2 separate regions of the Gossypium arboreum genome follow, and region 2 is linked to region 1. Evidence: chromatin contacts called from public Hi-C data. All regions are on one chromosome and are shown on one strand. The core of a region is the stretch at or near the end of the contact, and the rest is flanking DNA. Distances in the headings are between cores, read along the strand shown. Region 1 holds the start of LOC108450261 (binding partner of ACD11 1-like). Region 2 holds the start of LOC108453297 (RNA demethylase ALKBH10B-like).

Region 1 (7,048 bases), core at 1,668-4,167:
TGTCATGGCATGAATATTCGATTTATTTCCTAAGGTTCAAACGAGAGTTCTACTATCTCAATATTCATCATACATAATCATTTCCACAAACAAGAAATTTATGCTATATCAATTCAAACACATATAATAACAGTGTAGTTGTATTATTTACATACAACTTACCTCGGTACTCAAAATATGGCGACTAGTTGATTTAATCTACTTACTTGGCCTTCCCCCGGTCTAGGTTCAGATTTTGTATTTCTTGATCTAAAATGGTAACATTTAGTCATTTCATCATCAATTAAATCTAAACGCTCAATAATTTATGATTTGGCCAAAATAACCATTTTGTCCATAGGCTTTTTACAAAATAACCATTTTACCCCTAGGCCCGGAAATAGATTTTTATTGAGTTTGCTTATTATTCAAGCCTAACCCACCATTTATCTCTCTTATGACAACCCAAAATTTCCAATATTTCACAACATTACTATCCATTATACAAACTTTACAAAATGGTCCTATTAGGGTTTTCATGAGGAGTCCCTTCACAAAGGTTGTTTATTTCACAACCATGATTCATTCTCTTTCATAAAATTTTAGAAAATAACATGAACATTCTCATAGTAAAACCCTAGACTTTCAACCATTTAAAAAAAATAGTCCCCTTGTTAGAAAGCTCATGCTACAAGGGTTCTAAAAATGTAAAAAATTTTAAGAAAAGCCATTAAAGTCACTTACTTGCAAGAGTAGAGAGTGGCTGACATTTTTGAAGCTTAAAAACCCCTAAAATGGCTGGGTTTTCGGTGGAGAAGGAGATAGGGAAAAAGATGATATCTTTTCTCTTTATTTTATTTAATTTTGGTCAAATAAATTACCAAATTTCCACCTAATCTTGACTTTTTCTATCTTTTGTCTCCTATGGTCGGCCACCACTTATCCAAGGGTCTATTTGCCCTTTAAAGACCCTCAATTTTTGGTTCTCTAGCTATTTGACACCCTTAGTTATCAAAATAGGACTTTTGCTCACAATTAAGCATGAAATCGCTAGAATTAATTCACCAAAATTTTCATACTCTCATATAACCATGCCACAACATATAAAATAATATTAAAAATAATTTCTCCTTCCTCAGATTAGTGGTCCCAAAACCACTGTTCCGACTGGCCCAAAATCAGGCCATTACATTATTGATGGCATAATTGGCTATGTGTTATCTCATTTTTACCATGTAAAATAAATAAAAAAGATAACAAGTTTTTTTAGAGTTAGAAAGTTCGGGAAGATTTTGGGTAAAAAGAAATGAGGAATGAATGAGTATTTATAAAGTGGAAGTCGATACCCATAGGAGTCGACTTCCATTGTAGGGTAAATTACACCAACAATTATTCAATTTTCAACTCAGTCACTAAAATTTAGGAAATTAAATAGTCACTAACGTTATCGAAAAGTTACAAATCAGTCACCCACTAAAGTTTTCGGTTATAGCCCTAATAAAACAGATGACGTGGCTAGTTAACTTGCCACGTTGGACATGAGGATCCGAAGGGTCATAATTTTTTTGGGGAGGGGGGAGATGAGCGGAAAAAAAGGAAGGTTGAAATTTGGGAAAAGGATTTTAGAAGAGTTTTTCAAGCTATTGAAAACATCACCTATGGCAGCAACAATCATTTTTCATCTTTTGCTTTTGTTTCCATTGAAACACCAAAGGATTGTCTCAAGTTCTTGGTCTCTCATTGTTCTTATTTTTCTTCCTCTACTACTATTGCCTATTGAAATTGAGATGAGGAAATGAAGGAGTTAACTCTTAGCAACAGTAGAAGAGGAGAAGGTGTCGTTTGAGGTGGTAGGCCGTTGTCGTTTTGAGAAGTGATATGGGTAAGTAAACGTAAAGGGTTGTTTCATTTGGAAAGAGGCGAAAACAAAAGAGAATTGAGAAGGGATCAGAAGGCGGGAAATGAAGAAGATGGTGGGAAGATGGACGGCGGGGAATATTTGGATATAGGTTTAGAGTGGAAATGGAGGGAAATGCTAGGATTAAATGAGAAAAGAGTAGTGGTGGCGGCGACGATGATAAAGGAGCAGTTGAGGGCTAAACTTTCTATTGTTTGGATGCCGAGAAAATTAATAGAGAAAATGAAAGAGAAAACCCAAATCAATAGTGGGTATCTCTATTTCTTCTCTTCTGCTTCTTCTTCTTCCAGTAACTAGGGTTCTTAAATTGGGTTTCCACTGTGGCTGGTTAATATCCAACATGGCTAGTTAATGTATCACATCAACGTCTCTGTTACGTCTGTAACAGAAAATAGTTATTGGGACTGGATTGTTATTTTTTTCTAAATTTTAGTGACTGAGTTGAAAGTTGAGTGATTATTTTGTTATTGAAACCAAAATTGAGTGACTATTAGTGTACTTTACCCTCCATTATATTTAATTGGTTTGGTTGGGCTAACAACCAAATAAATATTTGGTTAAACCTCCCAACCTTTAACTTGACTTCCATGGATGTTGAAAATACTCTGATAAAGTATTGCCTCTTAACATGCATGATATGAATTAGTGTAATGATTTGACATATACACCAAACTCGATGTACATAGGTGTCTAGATAACCTTCCCAAAAAAACTTATTTTAAAAAATAATTTTACCATAAATATATAACGAATAATAGGGTGAACTATATTAGTAATTACGAATTATTTTTTCTTTTTTAGTCTATTAACTATGAAATGTTGCAAAATAATTATTCAACTATTTAATTTTATCTTTTTTTGTAACTTTTATAATTGAATAGCCTAAAAATGAAGTTGAATGACTATCATTGCAATTTACCCTAAATAATATCAAATTATACAAAGTAATAATAATAATAATAATAATAATAAACACCCGTTACTTTTTTTTCTTCAATTATTAACTCTACTATTTATAAAAATTTAAGAAGTAAAAAAAAAAATGGATTGTCCAGGTTTTCTTATAGCTGGAAAAATAAAAGGCCAGACTCAACATGCTTCGAAGAAATCAGCCCGCGCATTTGACGCGGGGTAAAGACGCCATTGCCACCATTTAGACCCTTCTTCATCTTCCTATCAAATCCAATCAATCCAGTATTCTTGTAATCTTCGTATTGGGAATTCTTGGTACAATCTTCAAATGTCGGTGAGTTTATTTCTTTTTCCCATTTTTTTTTTTTGTTTGTGATGAATGGGACCCTTTGCTCGGTTAGATCCAAGATTCCTTTTTTCGGAAAAAAATAAAAATTCTAATGAAAGATAAATGTATGTATTGCTCCGTTTGGTTGCTGGAAAAATGTACGAGAAATGAGATCATAAAAGCTGGACTCTTGAGTTGATCTGTACTTGACCCAAATTTCTCTTTGGGTTTCTAGAGTTGACCTCATTGTAGTTCTTGGGTTCTGAAAGCAAGTTCAATGGTAAGATTCAGTTGGGATACTTTAATTAGCTTTCTTGGAAGTAAATATTGGAGTATAGGAACTGATAAATATTCAATGAAGACCTGTGAAAGCTCTAACTTTGATGTTTGCACCGAAATGATTGAAAAGTGCCCTTCAAGTTTTATGGTTTGATGGTCAAGTTATTATTATTTCTGGGTTTGCCTTATATTTCATGCTATTTCTAGTTTGGATAATTATTCTATACCTTGCGAGTGGAAAAAACTCCATAAGCGGGTTTGGGATGATGTTGTGTCCGTTTTTGTTATTCTTTTATTTTTATAATGACACATGGTAACATCCTAAATCCGCTTGTGGAGTTTTTTGTTCCACTAGCAGTGTATAGAATAACTATCCTTATAGTTTATGCATCTTGTTTTATGGTTCTTTTAATAGTCTTTGAATTAGTATTTATATAAGCTTTGGTGTTAATTGGTAGGCTCAGAATAAATTATTGGTGAGAGTGATATATGATCTTCAAAATAAGATGAAAAGGTCCAACTTTTGGAAGCATCAATTGTCCATAGAAAATTATGTGTATAGTTTCCCTTTCAAGGCTTAGGTATATGATTTGATTATAACTGATGTTATGATTCCAAGCATTTTAACATTTAAGCATATCACCTTCAATTTCATTATAGAAAAGGAAAAAATAACAGCATACTGCTGAAAAAGCAACTTTGTTTCTGTTGATGTATCAGTGAGCATCTTCTTTGGTAGAATGAAAGATTGAAATATTATCTGTTTTAGGCTTTTATTTTCTACTAATCCTGTGGTACCTGATAATGCGATCACATTATAAGGTCACAATTGAACAGATCACACAAGATCAAATTGATGTAACATAAAACCTATTAGTCCTAAAATATTATGAAGAACAACAAATGTCCACAGATCATCTAATTTACACCATCAAGTAAAACCTCCTCGTGCTTTAGACCCCATAGTAACAACAGTAAATTGGGGTTTTGGGTTTATTTTTGTTGCACTGTAGCCATGAATCCTGTCTTTATTTACATTCGTCTTGTTCATTTAGTATATCATTGTCCTTTATTCATCCAGTTGGGCCTACAATTGCGGTTGCTTTTCTTGCCGATTAGAGCTCCTCTGTTTTATTTTTTACACCTTGTTGATCATTGCATATGCAGATTCCACTGGACCAAACTAATCTTACTCTTGGAGCAGTAACGGAGACAAGTGCTACAGCAAATTGGACTATCAATGCGTCAAATGTGAGGAAAAAAATACTTATAGAATTAGTTTCAGTTGATACTGTTAACAATAAAATTCTGTTGGTTATCAGTTACTTTTGCATCTAGTTGATAAAGTATTACTGAAATAGCTGTGAAATAAGCTTTTGCATTTTTGCATCTCATATAAGATTTTGTGCTTGACAAGAGCAGAGCTAAAGAACCTTTTCTTAAGTCTCAAGTTTGACCGGAACTAATTGTTGTATCCGTTTACTTATTTTGTCTCCTTGGTCTCTATAGGTGTTTTTGCATAAAGTTGTTCCATGTTTCTGTATTTCACGGAATCGTATAATTGTTATCTTGAAATGTTTGCTGAGTATGATTATTATGATATCCATTGGCATTAGAATCTGAAGGTAGCATAAGTAGGTTTGTAATTTTGCTACATGTTCATTTAACTGAAAATAAGAAATCGAAATGTTGAATTTAATGTATGTGATTAGATGGACACTTGGCAAAGATAAAAGCCTGCTTGTGGAGTTTTTCGAACTCCACAAAAACATATATTTATGTTCTCATCTTTTGTGTACAGATAAGAACAGTTAAGGTCAGTAATATTTCTCTAGCTGCTTCTGAGAGGGATATCAAAGAATTCTTTTCTTTCTCTGGTGATATTCAATATGTTGAAATGCGAAGGTGGGTACTCTCTACTTATGTTGGTTCGTCTTTTCGATTTTCCTGAAGTATTTGGATATGATCTTCTACTAGCCCTTGAAATACATGGAAACCTTGATAATTTTAAACGTACCTGTGCCGGATAGATACCATGTTTGGCTCTCATACTCAGTCCTAGTAATATAGCTCTCTGCTTGAGTTCAATGGATTTGTTTTGAAAAGTCATCCTTGAGATTGTTGTAAATTTTGCAGGGAGACTGAAAATGCTCAAGTTGCTTATGTTACCTTCAAGGATACACAAGGAGCAGATACAGCAATACTATTGACTGTATGTTAGTGAGATTAAGTTATTTTTTATGCTTATATTTCCTTGGAAAAGAATTACATTTGTTGATAGTATCACTGGACAAAAATTGTTACCAAAGGCATCAAGGTACCCTAAGATATCAGCTTTATTGTCTCTTAATGCAAAACCGACAGGCAACTTGAACATTTAAATCTTCGGAACTAATTATGTTTTACATGTTATGCCTGTGTAAAGCTAGATGAAAACTTTCCAGGCCTGTCATCATTCATCTGCATTGCATTTGTATCATATCTTAAAGTTTATTGTGGCTGCTTTTGACTATCAAAGCCTAACAATAACATCTAATTATTGAGCTTCAGTTATGCTGGCTTACATGCTTTCTGGCAACTTATTTGATTCAAATACTCATTGTGAATGAAGTTTCGAACTTATTGCTTGATTCAGGGAGCCAAAATAGTTGATCTTTCTGTCAATATCACACCTGTTGAGGATTACCAACTACCCCCTGAAGCTCTCCTGTCAAACATGGTAAAAGTTCTCCTTTAAACCCTATCCTACAGCTTTTGTCATCATAAGGATGATCACTGTGATATAATATAGTGAAGTAATAATATCTATGTCGCTCTGACTCTTTCATTTTTGCTTGAAAGTACATGTGTGACATATATTTAGACATGGTTCTGGGGATATGACCATATAAGAACCCTCCAACTACATGGAAATACTCAGAAAATATTGAATATACCCTATTAGACAAATACTTTTATCATACATTTACGAGTCCAAGTAACAAAAAATGATACTTTCAGATTTAGTAGTATCTCTATGGCTTCTTGTCAGCTTATGTTTGTAGTTCTCTGATCATACTTTCAGCATTGGTAGGAAATGCCAGATTGGGTGTTTTGCATGCATATTGTAGCTTCATACTTGTATAATTATAGCAAATTCATGACTACTCAAGCTTTTATCATGATTGACCGTAATGTCCTTCAGATCCTTGAATGTGTCATTTGTGAAGACATTTGATGGAGGACAAGTAAATTGAAATGCTAGGATACTTTAGCTAACTTAGAACTCAGTCACATTTATTGCTGGTAGCCTGTTTTTAATCCATTATAAGAACATAGCAACTGAATTAGCACCAAGGCTCAACAGCTGGAGATCTTCTAATGTTTTGGGAGTCTTCTAGTGTGTGTATATAACTGTATATTATCTATTTGCCTTTTTCTCTTGGTCTGTAATAGGAAAAGGTATGTTTGTTCTCTATGTTACTTGGACTCAGGGTGAGTGCCAGATACAAGTGTATGCCCTAGACGAGTATGTTCAGTTTTTTTAAGGTTTTTCCATGGAGAGTCCTCAAAAGAGTTATATCTCCAAACCCATGTTCGGTTATGCACCTGACATGGGTGTTAGATACGAGAACTAGAAAAATGAAAAGTCG
Region 2 (7,048 bases), core at 1,902-4,401, 310 kb before region 1:
TCATAAATATTTCTAAAACAATTTTCCAAGTAAATAAAAAATAATCATAACTTCTAACTTTTTAAATATAAAATATTTTTTTATTTCATAAAAAAATTAAAATTAATTATAAATTAAATAAAAATAAAATTCAGTTCAGTTCAGTTTTGGATATAGCAGTTTTTTAACTTGCATTTCATAAACCGCCCAAACACCTCAGTTCAGGTCAGTTTTCAGTTTTTCCTACTCAGCCATACTAATTACAAGCTTGCCCCAGAATAGATGCATGATAGATAAAACTATAAACAACGAAGCTGAAAGCCTATCAATTGTGATAGGATTCAGCTGAAAACAAAGAAAGCAGCGAAACTCTAGGTGCCAAAATGACCCCCAAAAAAAGAACTTTTAAGAGAACTTGCCTTGAAAATGTCCTCTTTTCCCAGCAGCCCTTAAATCATTTACCAAGGAGACAAGGTCAGAAACTTCCTTCTCATCAAACAGTTTCTCATACAATTTTAGCCCATCCACCACATTGACCTTAAAATAAATTTCGCTCATAAGAAGTACAAAGAATAGGGAGGAAAGGAAGCAAGAATCTATCAGTTCATACAAAATTTCAAAATATCATCATAAAAGTTATACAGCATTACCATGTTTCCGTCAAACATCTCATTACCAACAAAAGTTTTTGGATACAATGCCAGAGTCTGGTTTTCATTCTGATTTTGTGCAGGATGTGAATCATGTTCTGAAAGATCATAAATATAAATACATATAAATATAAAAAAAAAGGAGAAATTAAATGTTAAAATCTAAAGAATTATTTGAAGAGATCGAACTGAGTTCAATATTTATAGCAAGATTTGAATCAAGGGGCAACCACTAAATACCCTACCCAATCTATTCCAGCTGTTCCTAGCTAAACAGGAAAGAGACGATATTTCTACAATACATAAGTAAACAATTTGGATAAGTTTCAAGTCTAAGAAAAATAAATCTAGGGAATATTAAATGCGTAGCTTCCACTTTCAGCACCTCCTAAGATGCTGAAAGCTCCGTTACATGCACTATGCATTGTAGAGCATAGAACAGACGCTAAAACGACAGATTCGGATGCAGAATATAGGTCTGACACAGCATTCGTAATTCAGACTGAGCAATGAAGAAAGCGAGTCAAATCAAATATCAACTAAAGAAAGTAAACAGCATAGACTGCAATCATAGATTGCTAGGTTATGTCAACGCCCAATAGACACAATTGAATGCATAAACAGACCCAAAAAACTTGTTATAAAAGGAATATAACTTCTTTAACTAGCTTTTCATTTGGTAAAAGAAAAAGATCCAATTACGTGTGTTAATATAAACCAATTCAATCATAAACCCAATTATAATATAAGCGTCGTTACCTTTTAGTGTGTAAAAGATTCAACTAGATTACAAGGAAAATTTAGTTTTATCAAATTACACAAGGCAATTCAACAAATAATCAACCATGAAAAGCTGCGAAAATATGGTATCATTCACTAACAAATTCAACATTCACAGCAATGCAAGTGAAAGTCACCAATGTCACCACCGAAAGGCCTTTAGATACAAATTTTAATCATCCCATCAGAAAAGATTACCAAACATAACAAACTGAAACAGAAGGTATTGTTCTTCACAAGAATGCAAGTAAAAGTCAACCGATATCAACACTTAAAATCCTTTAGGCAAACAAGCTTCAATCATCCCATCAGAACAAATAATCAAACATGGCAAGCTACATCATAGAATGTATTATTGACTATCCTAATTCAAATGTTCACCACAATGTAAATACAAGAAATGAAAGCAATAAACATGAAACACTATGTAACCATCTTACCCTCTGTGACAACTGAGCCTTTATCTTCCACCTTCCCTAACTCACCACCTAAGTTAAGTTCTTCATATTTCTCACTCCCTCTCTCATTTCTCTCTGAAACAGCGGTAATAGTAGAATTCCCATTAGTATCCACCACAGAATTCTGTATTTCTTTGGCGACCTCTACCCTATGCCCCTTAAAGCCAAAGCCAAACCTTTTAAAATCCTTTCCCCCAACTTTCCCATGATCACAATGCCTTTGCCTCCATCTCCAGGCCACCTGTTGAAGAGCATAGGAAACCTCAGCAATCGAAAAGTACTGCTGCATATGAAGCACGGGGTTCCAGTGACATCTCCTTTGCTGAATGCAAGCTATGACGGCTTCATATTCCCCAACTTCCCCGACCTCACGCAAATGATGACAAAGGGAGTCAATCATAGCATTGGCTGCTGCGAATTCACCCCGCAACCAATAGATAAAGCCATCACGCTCATCGGGAAACCAATTCCGATAATGGTGCTGGTTGAACTCTGCACCTCCTCCTCCTCCTCCTCCTGCTGCTGCTGCTGCACCGCCAACGGCTCCAGCATCACCACCTGCGCCGCCAGCTACTGCAGCTGAAGGAGCAGGAAACTGCTTTTTATCTGATAAAACTGCATTTCCCGATGGCACTGCCATTGAGGAAAAAGAAAAAACGCTCCCAAACCGATAAAAAAATTGAACTGCTAAAACAACATATATAAATTAAAAATACCCAAAAACAGATCTAATTAGCTTAAATCCCGCAGAATCCAACGTGATCACGTAAAATCACAAACAAAATTTTTTTAACTCAACTTAATCCAACTTCAAAATAGATATAAATAGTGAAAAAATATTAAAAACTGGGTCTTTATTTACTTTTTAAAGGTTTAAGCCGATCTAAAGGATTGGTTTAGTTTAGTCAGATCTGGAAAAATGGGAACTTTGCTTTGGTTGTGCGCAGATTGTGAAAACGCAAGCAATTTAGGGTTTGGGTATCTGGTTCTTGGAAAGAAAAACAAGAAGGGCCTTTGTCACAGTGAAAGAGATCACGGCTTGGCTTATCGATGACGCATAAAGATGCGTTTTAATAGTGGCTAAAATCCAACAAAACTTTCTTCCCTCACCAGGGATCGATTATCGTACCACATACGAATATTCTTCTTCAATTTCTAAGGTGAATTTTGGTGTTTTAATTCACGTCTGAGAAAAGTTCGAATGTCTTGGGTTGAGTTCTAACTTTGGCTTTTTGCGGAGGTTAACCTCTTAGCATTAAACCGCTTTTGGTTGGTCGAATTTTAAATTAATTTCGTAACTACATTATCTTTTATAATAAAATTATAAGAATATAATATTATAAGATAAAAGGTTATCTTGTTTAGTTCATTTGATTAGAATATAAAATAAGTGTTTGATTGACAAAATGTAAAATTATTTAAAAATAAATTTACTATATTATCATTATAAATTTTTGTTTTTGTAAGTTCACTACTTTCAACATTTTTAGTCTTAAGATAAACTTAATTATGAAATTTATTTATATAATTTGTCATTTAATTATTGTAGAGGAATTGGTTGCTTTTAATAAGAAAAGAGAAATAAAACTAAAAATTTTACCAAAGTAATTGTGATATATATTATATATTTTGATATCAGTATTAAAATTGCAATATCCTTTGATAAATACAAATATTTTTTGTTTCTTATTCGCAAGTTCAATCAATAAGCACTGATAATTTGGAAAGTGTTTATTTGCTTTTATATATATATATAGACTAAATCAATTTTTATTATTTTGAAAAATATAATATAATTTTATTTTATGTTATTTAAAAATTTTAAAATTATAAAAGTTAAAATTCAATTTTTCAGGCTCCTACCAACCCTAACTTTTTCACTATACATAGCTACACAATTTGTCAAATGGAATAAATTTATATTTTTCTCAAATTATAGATGGTTCATGTTGTAGGCCTTTTTTAATTAATAAGGTGTTAGGCCAATTTTAAAATTAATTAAAAAATAGGCCTATTTAAATGAAAAATGTGTTCAATTGGTCAAGCTTTTTGTACTGGTGTCAAGAAAATTCATCTAGCTGGACGCGCTTCTAGCAATGGCTTTTTGAATACTACTGCACTAATGGTAAAAATTATATACCAACGTTTAAATTTTTTTTACTCTATAAATACCCTCAAATTTCATTTTCTTTTTCATTCACATCCATCTCTCAATATTCTCAAACTCTCTTCGTTTTAAATTTTTCGATATTTTAATTTTAAAATATTATCTTTTTTAATTATCTCATTTTTATTCATTCAAATCGATTTCTCACGAATGATCACCTCTCTAATCCGCTTCGACGACAAGCGTATTTTCACCGCCCAATTAGCAATGGTAAGCCGAAAATTTAAATTTTATTAATTTCATTAATGTTAAATTTATTTTTTTAATTTGAAATTGTTTTATTGTGTAAATATGCGAATGATTATGTTCTGGAGGGCTTTACTCATAATATTGGAAAGTTTGCGATCCTTGAAATTCGTAGCCACTTGCAAGCGGCTGGATTCTTACATGCGTCTCGTATGTCCAAGGACTGCAATCTCAATTTGGCACTATCAACGCGTTGGTGGAAAGATGGAGGCCGAAAACAAACAATTTTCACCTTCCATGCGACTAGTATACAATCACACTCAAAGATGTAACGTTACAACTCGGTCTATCAATGGATGGGCCAGTTATCACGGAATCAACGACCGTTCTGAGCAAAGTGGGTTCCTACCAATCACTGTTGAGGAAGGTTTCAGACAAGTTCGAAGGTGGTCAAATATCAATAAATTAGTTGAAGAATAATTTCAACGAACTCCTTAAAGACCTTGAAGATTGAACGGAGGAGCTCATAGCACAATATGCCCGAGCATACATCATGAGGTTAATTGGGGGCATTTTAATGCTTAATAAATCTCGAAATTTGGTGCATATAAGGTGGCTACTACATCTAGTGGACTCTAATGAGTGCGGGAGACTAAGTTGGGGATCTGCAGTATTGTCTATGTTATACTGGGAGATGTGTCGGGCCACACTACCGAGTGGACATGATTAGTGGTTGTCTGCTCTTACTGTAGTCGTGGGCCTAGTGGCGACTATCATTTCTATGTCCTAAGGTGATCGACCCATATATGATTCCGTTGGTGATGGGGTAAACATCATTTATTAACAAATACGTAGTCTATATAGTAATTTTTTTATTATACGTTTCGACTAACATATCACTTTTATAGGTGGAACCAGAAACCGAGCTACGTGGGATTGCCCAAAGAGTTAGAAGATATTAGGCTATTGTTAGATCAACGCTCGAAAGTCGAGGTTAGTTACTTATTCTTTTGAACCTATTTGATTACGTAATGATTTATTAAAAAATTCATACATAATGATATATACAATTTTGCTTTTCTGTTTGAATAGATGTCGTAAGCTAACACCGATGTCATATCTTGCATTCCGCTAGAAGTGTTGGAAAATCAACAGATGTGAGACACCAATGTGTTGTTGGTAGTGTATACAACGGTGAAAATGCATTAATCGGACCAGGTGTTGCGATAAATCAAGTGGAGGCAACAAATTTTGTTGCCACCGTGAGATCTGAAAGAGTTTCACAAGTTGAACTTGCAGAGGAATGACAATAACGATTGGACGGTGCGGCATGGAGAGCATATCGAGGTGTGGGATCATAGGATGCAATCCTTACACATTTGCGAACCATTTTTCTTAATGGACATGATGGCAGCAGATGATTACTTAGCATGATTCAGAGTCGTTGGCAAGCCGTATCTATTAGCATCGGAGGCGAAGAGTCAGCAAATTCTAGTAAAGACGGAACATCAACCGCCACAGTAGCGTAGGAGGGGACACAATCGCATGACGAGTTCATCATCCGCTCTGACAGAAGATGCGTCGCTTGCGGCTACACAATATCCAAGTCAGTTCAATTAAGTTATTCCCTTTCATTTAACTAACCCTATATTTTTTTCACAAGCACCACCACACTACAGACAACCGCACGTGGCTAGTTCTTCTATTCCCGCATATACATATTTTGTGCCTGGAGATATGTCTTCATTTTTACCACCCAAATGTGATAGTTTTCTCTAGTGAACACTGGTAGTGGAGGTGGAGTAAAGCTCATTTTGCTGAAACAAACTCAACAACAATTTCTTTCTTCTCAAGCTTTTGTTTTCTCAAATAAAGCAACCAACAATAAAGGCCCTCAAAGATGGCAGGCTCTGATTACCATTTGTTGGAACATTAGCAACAAACAAAATAAAACAGAAAGCAAAAACAAAAAACTGAAGCAAAAACGAGTGAGAGTAGAGTTTGAGCAAGAAGATAACTTAAAAACTTACATAATTTCATTGATAATTTGAAAATATATGTAAGTTACATTACAATTGAATAGTTACCTAATGATGTAACTGCTTCCACTAATGCATAAGAAATACAATCTTTGAATTACATACAAAAGTAAACTGACATATCAGCCTTTACATCAAGTTCAAATCAAAACTAATCCTACCAACTTTGATAACAAATTACAAGTTACATGTCAACTTGAACTAACAAGTTACAATTGGACCAAAATAAACAACATAAATCAAACTAGTTGCTGCGCTCGATTCAGCTCCAATGTTAGTCTGCTTGGTGAGCTGCTGCTGGTCACATGTTGCATTGCAGGCCAATGCTCAACAAATTTACATCTGATTTTATAATTATAATTAAAACAAACTGAAGAACAGAGAAAGGACACAAAAGGGCCTACTCGAAGGTATTCTTCCACTTGCTGACTACGATACGCCCCATGAACGTCGAAGGATCCAACGAGGACCTTTTATCAACCTACATTCACCTTATCAAGCTCAACTACTTCGACGTTCATACTGAAGGACACACCAAATCTACAATAGATCCTTGTTAGGGGGAAAAGCTGACGTTATCCTCCTCCACCACCACCACCTCCTCCTCCTTTAGGCCTAGATACAAGCACAATAATACCGTTATGGAAAGTAAGAAAGTTATGCCTTCTAGAAGCCAAGGAAGCAAATAAGTAGTCAGCAGCTCACTCAAAAGAGAGGAATGCTCGTTATATTTTAGAACTGGAGCGTAAATTTCAAACCCTTCAAATAGAAGCAACCAATCTTTCTGCT

The links. A called contact is a pair of places that touch in the nucleus more often than the background predicts.
Region 2: a Hi-C map of leaf shows a contact between it and region 1, with 2.8 times the contacts expected there. The contact joins the promoter of LOC108453297 here to the promoter of LOC108450261 in region 1. A contact is called at or near these places in 2 of 5 Hi-C or Micro-C datasets (both in leaf).

The regions. Positions count from the first base shown.
Region 1 is chr5:43,821,533-43,828,580 of ASM2569848v2, reverse strand. It overlaps LOC108450261 (binding partner of ACD11 1-like), which reads left to right and starts at 2,917. Exons shown (of 6, transcript XM_017747803.2): 1 at 2,917-3,143; 2 at 4,584-4,667; 3 at 5,218-5,321; 4 at 5,553-5,628; 5 at 6,052-6,135. The coding sequence starts at 3,138.
Region 2 is chr5:44,127,304-44,134,351 of ASM2569848v2, reverse strand. It overlaps LOC108453297 (RNA demethylase ALKBH10B-like), which reads right to left and starts at 3,151. Exons shown (of 8, transcript XM_053028134.1): 1 at 2,730-3,151; 2 at 1,850-2,500; 3 at 630-727; 4 at 399-516. The coding sequence starts at 2,730.